Regions from separate parts of the Mus musculus genome. Here all the other regions are linked to region 1. Evidence: chromatin contacts called from public promoter capture Hi-C data. All regions are on one chromosome and are shown on one strand. Each heading gives the region's core, a stretch centred on a gene start, on an enhancer-like site or on the middle of the called end of the contact. The rest is flanking DNA. Distances are from core to core; before and after follow the strand shown.

Region 1 (2,700 bases), core at 64-2,563:
CTGAAGCCGGAACGGTTTTGTTTGTTTGTTTGAGACAGGGTTTCTATGTAGCTCTGGCTGTCCTGGAACTCACTTTGTAGAACAGGCTGACCTATAACTCAGAGATCTGCCTGCCTCTGCCTCCAGACTGCTGAGATTAAAGGTGTGTTCTATCACTGCTTGGCTTTTTCCTTTTCCTTTTTCTTTTGAGACAAGTTCTGATACAGCCCATGCTGACTTGAATTCACTATGAAGCCAAGGAAAACCTGGAACTCCTGATCCTCGTTCTACCTGCAGAGTACATGATTACCACCCCTGGTTTATAAAATGCAGGGATTGAACTCAGAGCTTCGTGCATGCTACTCAAAAAGCATTCTACAAGTGCTGTGATTAAAGGCATGCACCACCATGCCCGGTTGAAGCCAACACTTTTTGCTGGGCAGACTGCAGGGGCAGCTTGGGTGTATCCACACCATTTTCAGCTTCCTGCTTTAATTGCTCACCTTTGGGAGATGGAGGCTCTAGAGACAAGGACTTCAGCGCTGGTGGCAATGAGACCCCTTGTAGGTCCTGGCTGGTTGCCACAGCACTTTCCAGGGTCCGTGTCTCAATGTAGAGTGTGTGACCAAAGTTGCATGAAACACAGCCTTTCTTTGGACAGTAACTACTGCTGCCTGCCTGAAACCCTTTCTCAGCCTTCGCTGCCTGCTTGAAACCCTTTCTCAGCCTTCTCTACTGCAGACACTTCTGGGGCTTCGGGGTCCACGGATCATAAAGGGTTCTTTGGTCCTGAATACAGGTCACTCTGGTTCCCTTCTCATTGCAGGGAGCTCCCAGCACGCTGCGTTCGGGAAGCTCAGGCCACCACCTGGCTTGTGGAAGAGAGAGCTGCTTTGGGTTTCGGGTTCCGAGCTCCACAATCGCTTTCCCGGTGACTCCAGGTGTAGGGTGGCTTTACGCAGGAAAATTTCTTCGCTGTCATTCCCCTTTCCAACCTTTTCTTCCTTCCGGGTCTCCCCAACTCCTCTGCCCACCTCCTCACTTCTTTTCTATCGCTGGTGCCAGGGAGCCGCCCTAAAGCCCACTCTCCGCTCAGCTCCGTCCCTCATCTAGCAGCCCGCCCCGCCCACCTCATCCTCTTGCTTGGCCCTCTTCACTAAGGGGGGCTGGCTTTTGCGGGAAGGGGCGGGGCCACATCGGCGGGGCGGAGAGTCTTAAACTAGCAGAGGCCCCGCAGGCCTGCGTCCTGACTTCGGGAAAGAGGACGACGCATCCGCCTGTCAATTCTGCGGGTCTGGCGTGGCCTCGTCTCCGCCGGCATGACGTCACGGGACGCACTCGCCGCGAGGGTTGCCGGGACGGGCCCAAGATGGCTGAGCGCCTTGGTTCCGCTTCTGCCTGCCGCGCAGAGCCCCATTCATTGCCTTGCTGCTAAGTGGCGCCGCGTAGTGCCAGTAGGCTCCAAGTCTTCAGGGTCTGTCCCATCGGGCAGGAAGCCGTCATGGCAACCCTGGAAAAGCTGATGAAGGCTTTCGAGTCGCTCAAGTCGTTTCAGCAGCAACAGCAGCAGCAGCCACCGCCGCAGGCGCCGCCGCCACCGCCGCCGCCGCCTCCGCCTCAACCCCCTCAGCCGCCGCCTCAGGGGCAGCCGCCGCCGCCACCACCGCCGCTGCCAGGTCCGGCAGAGGAACCGCTGCACCGACCGTGAGTCCGGGCGCCGCAGCTCCCGCCCGGGCCCCGCGCCCCTGGCCTGCGTGCTGGGCATGGCCAACACTGTTCCCTGTCCAGAGGGTCGCGGTACCTCCCTGAGGCCAGGCTTTCCCGGCCCGGGCCCTCGTCTTGCGGGGTCTCTGGCCTCCCTCAGAGGAGACAGAGCCGGGTCAGGCCAGCCAGGGACTCGCTGAGGGGCGTCACGACTCCAGTGCCTTCGCCGTTCCCAGTTTGCGAAGTTAGGGAACGAACTTGTTTCTCTCTTCTGGAGAAACTGGGGCGGTGGCGCACATGACTGTTGTGAAGAGAACTTGGAGAGGCAGAGATCTCTAGGGTTACCTCCTCATCAGGCCTAAGAGCTGGGAGTGCAGGACAGCGTGAGAGATGTGCGGGTAGTGGATGACATAATGCTTTTAGGAGGTCTCGGCGGGAGTGCTGAGGGCGGGGGAGTGTGAACGCATCCAATGGGATATTCTTTTTCCAAGTGACACTTGAAGCAGCCTGTGACTCGAGGCACTTCGTACTCTCCTGGCGTTTCATTTAGTTTGTGGTGTAGTGTAGTTAAACCAGGTTTTAAGCATAGCCAGAGAGGTGTGCTTCTGTGTGTCTGCAGGCAGTTGGATGAGTTGTATTTGTCAAGTACATGGTGAGTTACTTAGGTGTGATTATTAATAAAAAACTATATGTGTGCATATATATGAAAGAGTCGACTTATACTTAACTGCCTATCGATTTTTTGTTCTATATAAAACGGATACATTGGTGGTGCTCAGTTTTCACCGGGGAATGAATTTTACTAGTGTTGCAGACAGGCTTGTTTTAGAACATAGGCCACTCTGACTCTGACTTTGTGCCAGTAAAAGTTCCTGTTTAGTTCTTTGCTGACATCTTATAGATCTTTGGAAGCTAGCTGCTTGTGACTGGAGAGAATATTGAAACAGAAGAGAGACCATGAGTCACAGTGCTCTAAGAGAAAAGAGACGCTCAAAACATTTCCTGGAAATCCATGCT
Region 2 (2,700 bases), core at 154-2,653, 830 kb before region 1:
ATCGTCCATTTGCTGTCTGCTTGAAGAATGGAACCCCATAATTCGGAGTAAATCAAACTGTCTGCAACAACTTGGATGAATCTGTCCAGGTGTTTACCAACAGAAGACACACCCACACCACACGGAAAATGAATATAACGTGGAAACCTGTTGCCGTATTAAATTCAAATGAGGCAAACCCCAAATACTCGTGTGTGCTAGGAATGCACACACGATTGATAACCCTGCCAAAATAAAACCAAAAAAAAAAAAAAAAAGCCTCCTGCAGGAAAGAGGAATGGAGGTGCTTTGGAGGGACCAGCCTTGTTTTCATGTGTGGAGATAACAGGAGTCATTTAGCTAGCTCTCAGTATTTTTTAAACCGAATAAATATGCAGTTTTGTGTATATGGTATAGTGCAGCAATAAAAATTAATGATATAAAAATAATACAATAACTGGAAATGTTTAAAAACTAAGGTAACTCGGTGTTTTTAGCTGCTATCAGATGTAGTGGCCCAGACCTCCAGAGATTGAGACTGGAGGATACCAAGTATGAGATCAACCTGGGCTACACAGTGAAACTATACATATATTATTTGCGTATGTATTTGCAAAGCATAGTATAAGTTAGAGAGATGCAATGTGGAACAAGAGTACACTGAAAAGAAGCCACAGAATAGCCGGGCGTGGTGGCGCACGCCTTTAATCCCAGGAGGCAGAGGCAGGCGGATTTCTGAGTTCAAGGCCAGCCTGGTCTACAATGTGAGTTCCAGGACAGCCAGAGCTATACAGAGAAACCCTGTCTCAAAAAACAAAAACAAAACAAAACGCCACAGAATAGAGATGAACGCAAGCCGACTGATATTTGGTAAGGCAAAAGCAACAAAATTAAGGTCAGCAGTCACATGGAAAGTTGCACTAACAGCCCCGAACCAAGAGTAGCTTCGGAGCTGAAGCATCCAGCACTGCGGAAGGGGCGGGCCTGGCTGTTGTGGCCATGGCCCCACGACCCCCGAACGCGACAGCGCCCAGCGGCTGGAAGTACTAAGGTGTAGGGGCTAACGGCGCCAAAACGGAGCTGCGCGCGGCCGGCGGGAGAAGGGCAAGGTGCGGCGCCGGAGCCGGCGGGAGGCAGGAGCGGTGCTCCGGCCGGAGAGAGGCTGGCCCGCGTCCTCACCTCGTCCACGGTGCGGCGCGGGAGATGCAGCGTCCCGAGCAGTAGCTTGAGCTTCACGGCCGAGGAGAGGCGGTGGAAGCAGAGGCGGATGTTATCGATGACCGCGGCGGTGAGCAGGGACGCGATGCTGGGTGGCGCCCACAGCTCGTCCGTGGCGCCCAGCTTGTTGTGCAGCCACAGGCCGGTGTCACTCTCCCTCATGGAAGCCATCTTGGCGGCGGCAGCGCGCGTCGGCCGGCATCTTACGCGGACGCCTACGTGTCCCCGGCGAGGACCCCCAACATGGCGGCACCCGTTGGCGCGGGGCGGGGTCTCGAGTGCAACTGCAAATGGCCCCGCCTTCTGGAGGCTTCGAGCCGAGGCGCAAGAACAGGGAGTGGGCGGTGAGTCTCCGCGAAAAGAACTCTGGGTTTCCGTAACGCATGATGGCGGCACCTACTAGGGCGCCGGGCAATGCCGTAGCCATTTGAGTCGCATCCGTGTGTCGTCGAGATGTTCCGCTCAGAGTACCGCAGTGAGGCGCAACAGTTTGGTTTCCCGGTGTGCGGCTCATTGGAAGGAGTCCGGAGAGCGCGCTGGGCTCGTTCTCCACAGACAGTCTTGAATGGCCCTTGCCCGTCCTGCATACAGTGCTGCCTCAGGTCCGCATACAGGTCCGTTCCGTGTCGGGGATGTCACTAGGCCATTTCCCATGGTTATGTGGTCGCGATGGCTGTGGTTAATCATCAGGGCAATTGCAAAGTAGTTCAGAGTACGGTCTTTCAAAGGCTGATCCTCCACAGCTGCTGAGAAGCCTAAATTCACCCTGTAGTGTCTCTCTTTATCAGAACTTGACAGTGTAGTTCTGTCCATCCTTCGAACTCACTCTGTAGACCAAGCTGGCCTCAAATTCCGAGATCCACTTACCTCTGCCTCCCAAGTACTGGGATTAAAGCCCTAGGCCACTCACAAGGCAGTGTCAGCAAAAGTGGCAGTAGGGCACGACTCTGGTCACAGATATTTAGGAGATTGAAAAGGATCGGTTGGGCCGAGGAGGTAGAGGCCATCCTGTGCAAAATAGTGAAACGAATCTCTTAAAACACTAAGTATCCTGGGAGTGGTGGTTCATGTCTGTAATTCCTGGAATTTGAGCTCAGATAGGAGGGTTTGAGTCCATTTTGAGCCACAGAATGAAAATATATAACTAAATGTAAATTGTTTTCTCCTAATTGAAATATTTCATGAAGAGGGGAGAGCAGCTCTTAAGACTTAGCATGGTAATTAAATGTACAAGCCTGAGGAAACTTGGAAAGGCATAAGACTCACTAGGCCACTTCCCATGGTTATATTAACAACTATTGACAGAAGAGACTGTGGAATTGCCTGATTCAAGGGACTGGGAGCCTCAGGTATCCAGCATTTGGTGACAGCTGTAGTGGAGTGGTCTTTCCTGACACTTTAAGTTACTCAGACTTGCCTGGTGGTGGTGGCACACACCTTTAATCCCAGCACTTGGGATGAAGAGGTAGGTGGATTTCTGAGTTCGAGGCCAGCCGGGTCTAC
Region 3 (2,700 bases), core at 74-2,573, 980 kb before region 1:
GGTAAGTACTCAAGAATAAAGAACACTTTGATACAAAGTTGGCCTCAATTTATCCTCTAAGACTAAAAAGTCAGGATGTCCATCCTGTGCCTGTTGGCTCTGGGCACATCATTACAGGGAGAGCAGGGGCTTGCTACCCAGTAATGCTCTATTGTTCCACATCTAACCAGCTGACAGGAGTCTAACCACTGTCAGGGAAGCAGCATTTTTGTTCCAAGGGAACTGGGTTAACTAAAGAAAACATTCTTGTGCCTGGAATAATAACACACACACACAATATCAACTAATTTGAAAGCCATAAACATGCCAGAGAAATAAGAAAAGGCAGAAGTACATTATGGTATCCTGAACAAGTCAACAGGTAGACAGCGCTTATAGCAGAGACAGCTTGAAAAACCACACCAAACCCAGGGACACTCTGCTCTTTCCACGCATCCTAACTGGTTTTGCTGTTTGTTTTTAAGACTGGATCTTGTGCCCTGCCTGGCCTGAAATTTTAAATGGTCTGGAGTTCAGAGATTCACATGCCTCTGTTTCCAGGGTGCTGGGGGTAAAGGTGTGTGCCCCCATGCCTGGCTCCACACCATACCCGACTCTCCAATACTGTTAAGGTGACAAGAACTGTACTTCTACCAAGAAACCATAAGGTCTTGGGTCCCACTCTCACAGGCTGTTTCAACCTTACAAATAGGACACATATAAGTTTCCTTGGAAAGCACGGTCATCAGCCACCCCACCCCAGGGAGTGGCCCACTAAGCTGGCATCAACCACAACCCAATCTCCTTGTCCCAGAGTTCTGGCTTCCAAGCCTGAACTGGCCAAAGGGCAGGACAGGGCTCGATTCATCTTCGAGGGGAGCGGCAGGGAAGCCACGGCCCTAAGGAACTTTCTCAGCGCCTCGGTCGGCAGCAGTGACCTGCGGCGACCTGGGCAACTAAGGTCACAGGAAGCTGTCCAGCACAAGCGGCTCAGAGCGGCCCGGTGCTTGTCATTGCCGCGCTGCCTCGGGGCACGGAAGGGGGCGTCCCGCGCTGGCTCCCGGTCGCCCACAACAGGTCGTTTGCGCAGCACCAGCTTACCCCGCGGGGAGGCGGCCCGAGGTGGCGCGAGGCGGGCAGGCCCCCGGCCCCGGCAGCTCCTGAGCAAGATGGACGCCATGCGCCCGCCGCGGCGGCGTTCTATAGCTGCCTCAGCTTCCTCGGCGGATCTTGGCCGTCCCGGCGCCTGGGCCCAGCCCGCGCGGACGGTTGACGGCAGAGGTTGGCTCCGGCAGCAAGCGCTCAGCTCAAGGACCCGGCATCCGCAGCGGCCATGTCCCGGCACAAACGTCCGTAGGCGCGGGGCGGAACAGGCCTGGCCGGCACGGCTCCCATTGGCCCTGCGGCACCCGCCCTGGCCAGGTGAGGGGCGAGCCCGCCCAACAGACTACAAGGCCCAGCGTGCATCCGGGAGGCTTGCCTCTCCCGACTACAAGTCCCAGCGTGCGCCGAGTCTTGGGTTTTCTTGATGAGCTCAGATCTATCTGGAGTTCCTCTTGCATCTTAGCAGTGCCTAGCTTCTGATTTGGGGCTGCGGGCACAGAGGCGGCAAAAGAACTGGCATCTATTTTCATAACTACTAAGCCCTATATTATACTAGCCCATAGCAGATGGCTCATGGGACTTTAAGGAAGGGTGGTGGGTAGGGAACATAACTCTGCGAGGCTGTTAATTGGTCCCACCTCCTTGCTTCGCGTCAGGACGAGCAACCTTAGTAGTGGGCTGCACTCCTGGCAGGTCCCCTCTATGGTAGCTCACAGCCACCCCTGCCCACTCCAAAATAGACCTGGCAGCATCCTCTTCTTTAAAGGGTGGTGGCTGGAATGGCAGGCTTCAGGATTGTGGAAACCCAGGACTATACACACTCTGGTGCTCCAGAGCAGCCACCCTCTCCACAGATCTGTATCCCGACCCAGGGACACCAGACCGTTCCTGGAGACTTCCCTCACTGCTTTCCACCTCCTGCCTTTGTGGAATGCCTTTTCCGTTCCTTCTACGTTCCTGTGGGAGTGAACTCAGAATAGTAGGTGAAGATCTTCAGTATGAGGTTAATGCATTTTTTTTTTTTCTGATGAACAGGTGCTCAAGTCCTAATTCCAGCTGGCTCCCAGCGAGGACGCTTCACTAGTATCCCAGCACAGCCCATTGGGAAGAAGTAACCTATCTGGTCATTTTCTGAATCAGAACCTAAAAGCTGGGCCAGTGTAGGCCAGAATCCCTATCTCAGGACTCAGGTGGCAGAGAATCTCCTAAGACGTTTGGAACCTCTCTTGTGCACACGGTAATGTACATTGTGGGCATCAGATACAGAATTAAGTCAAGTGTAGGGATTCCCTGAAAGGGCTGATGACCTAAACCAAAGAACTGAAGTTTCTTAGCCAAGCTGAGAAACTTCCACCAATAAGAACACTTGCCTGACCAAAGAGGAGGAGGAGGAGGAAAGCAAAGCCAAGCCAAAGTAGTAATGACAACTGAGGAATACCGAATGGCTGAGAAGCACCTAAAGAAATGTTCAACATCCTTAATCATCAGGGAAATGCAAATCAAAACAACCCTGAGATTCCACCTTACACCAGTCAGAATGGATAAGATCAAAACCTCAGGTGACAGCAGATGCTGGTGAGGGTGTGGAGAAAGAGGAACACTCCTCCATTGCTGGTG
Region 4 (2,700 bases), core at 40-2,539, 640 kb before region 1:
ATGAAACTATGGCACATTTACACAATGGAATATCATTCAGTTGTTTAAAAACCAGTGAAAATTTGAAATCTGAAGGTTAAAAGGATAGAGATAGAGAAAAAAATTCCCAAGTGAATAAGCCAGACCCAAAATAGACAAATACTACATGTTTCCTCTTATATGTGGATGTTAAGTTTTTAAGCTTTTGATATGTGTACTAAAATTCAAATAACTACAGACATTAGGTAAGGTCAGTGGGATAGAGAGGATCTTCCAAGAAAGGGGAAATACAATATAGTGCTGTGGGGAGAAGGGGAACTAAACCAGAAGGATTCGATGGGACAGAGGATGGAAGATCCAAGTTAAGTAGGGACTATGAGAGGTACACCTAACACTAAAGGCATTTGAAAAGTCATATGGAAACCCACTATTGTAGAAGCTTCCTAATATAGGCATATATGGAATGAATCTAAATGGAATCACCATATAATGCCACCAAGTAAAATTTCCAGTGCCAGGAAAAAGCTATATATTTTTGAGTTGTTGGCCAAAGGGGTCCCATGGAATCCCTCCAAACATCAGAGACTATTACCAAGGCCATGACTGTTTTCCACCGTAAGGTGGTAAAGCCCTACTGTTGCAAACAACATATATTTATGTTACTGAATGTGAAGAAGTCCAGCTGGTGCCAAACCAGAAGCTTAACCCCTACGTGTTCATAATTACTCTGCCCCCTGACAAGGGTTAAAGACAATTGCTAATATCACCCAGCTATAAACCCTGTTACCTACAATAGCGGCATGACTACAAGATATTCTGATACAATAGTGGCAAAAAGGTTCTGAAAGTACTTTTATATTGGATTTAAGTCCCATTCCATGAAATGGAACCCATACCTGACAATGCTCGCTCGCTCTCTCTGTCGCTCTGTCTTTGTCTCTCTGTCTCTGTCTCTCTGTCTCTCTCTGTCTCTGTCTCTCTGTCTTTCTCTCTCTCTCTATCTCTCTCTCTCTCTCTACCTCTCTCTCTCTCTCATTTTTCAAGATGGGGTTTCTTGGTGAAGTCCTGGCTATTTTAGAACTCTCTCTGTAGACCAAGCTGGCCTCAAACTTAGAGACCCTCTAGCCTCTGCTTTCTGAGTACTGAGATTAAAGGCATATAGCAGCTATTCCCTACCCTTTATACTGTCTTGTTTGGTACTCTCTGGGTTGTAGATCTTAGTATCTGTATCCATTGATGATAACAACAAAGCCCATTGTGACTGTGTTTCAGCGGTCATTCTTTACACTAAAGGAGTATAAACTGGTACAAATATAAGAAGAGTCCAGACATAGGAGGGGAAGTGTCCATGGCAGGTGAAGAAGCAGTGTCTGTGTGGCCAAGAGCCCTTGGAGCAGGTGACATGGTGGCCTGACCACTTTTCTAAGTCTTAGAGACAATGAGAATGGTGACTTACCATGCTTCCAACTGCCATCTTCACCATAGAGCTGCAGCACTGTTCTCACAAAGTCCTTGGCATTAAAACAAACAACGGGACATTTACACCTCAGTGTCCAAAACAGTATGTTCCTAAACAAAAGAAAATTCACCATTTAGATAGTAATTTGGGTCTTGGAAAAATATTGTAATATCAAATTCTATCTATCCTTATGTAGTATATACACACCTCGATTAACTAGTGAATCCTATGAGGTGGGCATTACTTCTTATGTGTATTTCATACACTGTGAAGCTTTGACTCAGGGCTCATCTCTGAGAAAAGCTTCTACTCCTGAAGCTCCTGTGCAGAATACACACACTGGACCTGGTCCAAGCCTCCAAGTGTTCCACCTCTCGGCATGCCAGGTCTTTCCTTCTGCCATTGCACGGTGCCACTCCTACCCACACTGCTGAGGATGGCATATGCTCTTGCATGTCTACTCTTCTCCACCCACAACTTGTGCAACCTGCTCAAGAGATGTTCTGGGCAAGCAGCCTACCCACACACCTTTCACAGAAGGACCCACACGTGCTAAACTGCAGCTTCTTCCATCACCTTATGAACTTCTGAATCTGGGATAACAGTTAACATTTATCATAGCAGATACCAGGCTACCATTTCACAAGGTTGCCACACTGAAACTTAGTCACACTACTACAAGGCAGGCACTCCATCCAGTATGAAGATGAAGAGACTTGGATTCAGATATGTCACACCAAATAGATGGTAAGGTTGGGTTCTGATACTGTATCTTGCTACTGCCAGAAGCCCTAAACCACTAAGCCCAAGTTCCTCTTTATGGAAAAAGTACAATACATTAAAAAGAGCTCTTTGATGGGGTAAGAAAGGAAGAAACCAGGAGTCCAGTAGACATGCACACTGAGTGATGGTGTATAGGTGGATTTTGCTTGCCTGGCTCCATTGATAGACACTGTATAGTGCTTTGAAAGTTATGTGGCTTGGCCTTGATTTGTTAGAACAGGAGACCAAAATGGTAGGGAGGTCAAAGTGCCAACAGCACTGGGTCTTGGCTTAGGTAAAACTGATAAGGGACACAAGAATGAGAATGAAGAAGTTAAGAATGGTAGAAAATGGAATATGGGGACCTCCCTGGCACATGCTGAAGGATACATCTAGGATGAAGTGATCTAATGGCTACCCTGCCTTCTCATGGGGAGAAATACAGGCTGGCTAAAGTCTATCTTGGTAAGACAAACATCAGAAGAGTTTCTTATGGAAGG
Region 5 (2,700 bases), core at 13-2,512, 590 kb before region 1:
TTCTGTTCATTCACATTCCCACAAAACCATTTCAAGAATGACTCATCTTCAACATCCTCAAAGAGCCAGTCAAAATCTTCTCCATTAAGAATATCAGCTTTGGGATAACCAATTTTTTTCAATGTTTCCACAAACTCATTTCCACAACTCATGGTTTAACTACTCCTGTTTTTAAATATTTGATATGAATCTATTTTTTTAAACTAAGTTCAAACAGAAAAAAACATATTTACGCTAAGTCCATAGAAGAAGGAAAAAAAATACAATCTATAATGTGTTTTCCTAGTGGGGGAAAGAACACAAGTATTAGACCATGAACAAGGCAAATGAATTTTAAATATACAGATCATTTTATCAGATGACATCAGGAGACTACTTAAGTTAAAAGCAGATGCACGTGCAATATCTGACAAAGACAAAGCAAAACAGAAGCAATCAGGGTGTTGCTTAGGACACTACAACAGTAATGAAGAATCTAATTAATGAAGATATAACAATAAAAAAAAACTGATTTTTTTTCCCAATGATGAAATTACTTAAAATAAATTACATTTTGTAAAATAGCTGTTTCCCCTGTAGTTTCTAGTTAGGAAAAAGAAATATGCCTACCTTTCTAAGGAAGAATCAACTAAATATTTACTTCAATCAGCGTTCCATCAGTCTCAAAGGACTCAATCTATAGATATAACCAGTCTAACGCAGAGAAAACCAGGACAAATTGACAAGTTTCAAAGTACCCATCAATCATCAAGTAAGAAGTTTTATTTCGAATAGAACACAATGAACCACGACTTGAACCAAACTTAGGTCAGTGACAATGGCAGGTCTTAAAATCACGATGTATTTGACACTCTGGTAGCAAACTCTCTGGGTTGGTTTTGGTTTGTTTCTGAGTATCCAGTTATGACACTTAAGAGCTCTAATAAAACACGCCCACAAAAGTACCAAATTGCTGTTTTTAAAAGCTGGGTAACAGATAAGTGTGTATTTCCGGTTTAACGTTTGCCTCGTATGATTGAGGCCTTGGGTTTTATCCGCAGTATCCGAAAAATAAAGCTACCAACCCCAGCCGGATGACCGGCCACGTACCTCCGCCCCCACCTCTGGCACAAAGCCTCAGCCTCCCCGCACACCCCGCGCCTGGGCCCAGCGACCTCTATCGATGCCTCAAGCAGGCTGTAGGAGGGTAGCGGCGGCCCCGCCAACCCCGAACTTACAAGACCCTTACCTCAGGAAAGCCGCAGTCACTGCTCTCTGCCAGCCTCCAACCGCGCGCGCCGCAGTGCCTCACGGGAGTGCCAGGACGCGCACGCGCAGATTACAACATCCGTAAAGTCAGCGCAGGCGGCGAGGTATCCCGGAGAAAGCGAAGGAGGACCCGCAGACCAACCCCCTTCAACGAGCCGGGGTAAAGTGATTGGCTTTCCTGACGGACGCACCGCCCCTTAGCCCCGCCTCTGGCCCGCCGTCCTTCCCGCTAGGCTCAAGAGGATTGGTTTTCTCACTATAGGCTCTGCCCTCGCTCCGCCCCACCCCGCCCCCGCTCGGGAGTTGGAGTCTGGGTCTCTTCCGGCTGCTTTGTTGCCTTGGCCATTTGGCCCTCTAGTTCAGTTAGGCCTCCTGTCCTAAGAATGGCTTGCGGTCTGTGACACCACTAGGGGACCGGAAGTTTGAGGCCGAACAGACCCCTTCTTCCCCCAACAGCTCTTACCACCACCACTGGTAGGGTGATCCAGCGTTGGTGCTAATAACAAGCAGCTGGGACCCTATCAGGTCTCTTGCAGGGTAGGATTGTTGGCTATAGAATCTTTTACAATGGTTATTTAACAAAAATCACTTAACTCCCAAGGCCTCGATGACTTCCAAGCAAAAGCTGACTCCCTCCAAGATCCCATCTTCAAAATGTCAAGGTGTAAAATACATCAGTTTTAGAATGCATTTAACTCAGAAGTACAGACATTCTGAGGATGCCCGCCGTCATTCAATGAAAGACAGAATGCTGAACTCAGATGCAAGCCTAGTTAATGTCCTATGGTCCCAGAAAACTGATCTTTGGAGTTACAGTTGGCATTGGTAACAACTTGTCTGTATGGGTCATAATCTGTTCATTTTTTTCTATCAGACAGCATTTGCAACTTAACCACTCTCTTGTAAGATGATATATAAATTCACAAGATCTGGGCTTTGATCATTAAAAAAATAGTATTCCCCTCTTCTAATCATAAATAGGGTGATGTATCAGACAAGGGTCTAGTCTAGTTGCTACTAGGTAGAATTCTTTCTGGATCTTTTTCCCTGGGCTTATTTGTTTTGTGAGACAAGGATTTGCTTCTCTACCCAGGCTGGGCTTCAACTCAAGATCCTACTTTAGCATCTCCAAGTGCTGGGGCCACAGGTATGAATCACCATGCCCAGATATTCATGTTTTCAAAGAGAGAAAAACTAATGTTCTAAGCAGATCATTTAAATTTGAGTTGAAGACATTTCCTATTAATTCTTATTTAACTTTTATCCTCCTTTTGAAGGTCAATAAAACCGGAAAGTAAATAAAAACAAACAGTACAGGGGAAAAGTTCTTAGAATGGTGCCTAATGTGGTTAGGACATCAGGGGACTGGCCCAAGAGGACCCCAGATGCCAAACTGGAGGTAGGGGCTCAGCAGGGAGCTGGCGTTGAGTGGGTTTTGGCCAGAGGAAGTGC

The links. Promoter capture Hi-C pulls out the DNA fragments that hold promoters and counts their contacts. Capture Hi-C pulls out chosen DNA fragments and counts their contacts.
Region 2: a contact with region 1 is called in a promoter capture Hi-C map of hippocampal neurons, with 3 times the contacts expected there. The contact joins the promoter of Nelfa here to the promoter of Htt in region 1. A contact is called at or near these places in 2 of 39 promoter capture datasets (hippocampal neurons and liver), 1 of 484 Hi-C or Micro-C datasets (neutrophils) and 2 of 115 datasets of contacts at active chromatin or transcription factors (astrocytes and memory CD8 T cells).
Region 3: a contact with region 1 is called in a promoter capture Hi-C map of liver, with 2.6 times the contacts expected there. The contact joins the promoter of Letm1 here to the promoter of Htt in region 1. A contact is called at or near these places in 1 of 39 promoter capture datasets (liver), 1 of 115 datasets of contacts at active chromatin or transcription factors (astrocytes) and 2 of 9 other capture datasets (adipose tissue and liver).
Region 4: a promoter capture Hi-C map of hippocampal neurons shows a contact between it and region 1, with 3 times the contacts expected there. The contact joins the promoter of 4930557J02Rik here to the promoter of Htt in region 1. A contact is called at or near these places in 8 of 39 promoter capture datasets (the 3T3-L1 cell line, embryonic stem cells, frontonasal cranial neural crest and 5 more) and 1 of 9 other capture datasets (embryonic stem cells).
Region 5: a promoter capture Hi-C map of adipose tissue shows a contact between it and region 1, with 5 times the contacts expected there. The contact joins the promoter of Haus3 here to the promoter of Htt in region 1. A contact is called at or near these places in 7 of 39 promoter capture datasets (the HPC-7 cell line, cranial neural crest, hippocampal neurons and 3 more), 3 of 115 datasets of contacts at active chromatin or transcription factors (cardiomyocytes, memory CD8 T cells and microglia) and 3 of 9 other capture datasets (adipose tissue, liver and macrophages).

Annotation. Positions count from the first base shown.
Region 1 is chr5:34,760,427-34,763,126 of GRCm38.p6, forward strand. It overlaps Htt (huntingtin), which reads left to right and starts at 1,314. Exons shown (of 67, transcript NM_010414.3): 1 at 1,314-1,683. The coding sequence starts at 1,481.
Region 2 is chr5:33,934,868-33,937,567 of GRCm38.p6, forward strand. It overlaps Nelfa (negative elongation factor complex member A, Whsc2), which reads right to left and starts at 1,404. Exons shown (of 11, transcript NM_011914.3): 1 at 1,159-1,404. The coding sequence starts at 1,368.
Region 3 is chr5:33,781,394-33,784,093 of GRCm38.p6, forward strand. Letm1 (leucine zipper-EF-hand containing transmembrane protein 1) reads right to left here and starts at 1,324. Exons shown (of 14, transcript NM_019694.2): 1 at 1,081-1,324. The coding sequence starts at 1,159.
Region 4 is chr5:34,117,451-34,120,150 of GRCm38.p6, forward strand. 4930557J02Rik (RIKEN cDNA 4930557J02 gene) reads left to right here and starts at 1,290. Exons shown (of 4, transcript NR_040703.1): 1 at 1,290-1,671; 2 at 1,757-2,185. It overlaps Poln (DNA polymerase N), which reads right to left. Exons shown (of 25, transcript NM_181857.4): 6 at 1,436-1,548.
Region 5 is chr5:34,168,162-34,170,861 of GRCm38.p6, forward strand. It overlaps Haus3 (HAUS augmin-like complex, subunit 3), which reads right to left and starts at 1,263. Exons shown (of 5, transcript NM_146159.1): 1 at 1,229-1,263; 2 at 1-282. The coding sequence starts at 152. Poln (DNA polymerase N) reads right to left here and starts at 1,365. Exons shown (of 25, transcript NM_181857.4): 1 at 1,229-1,365.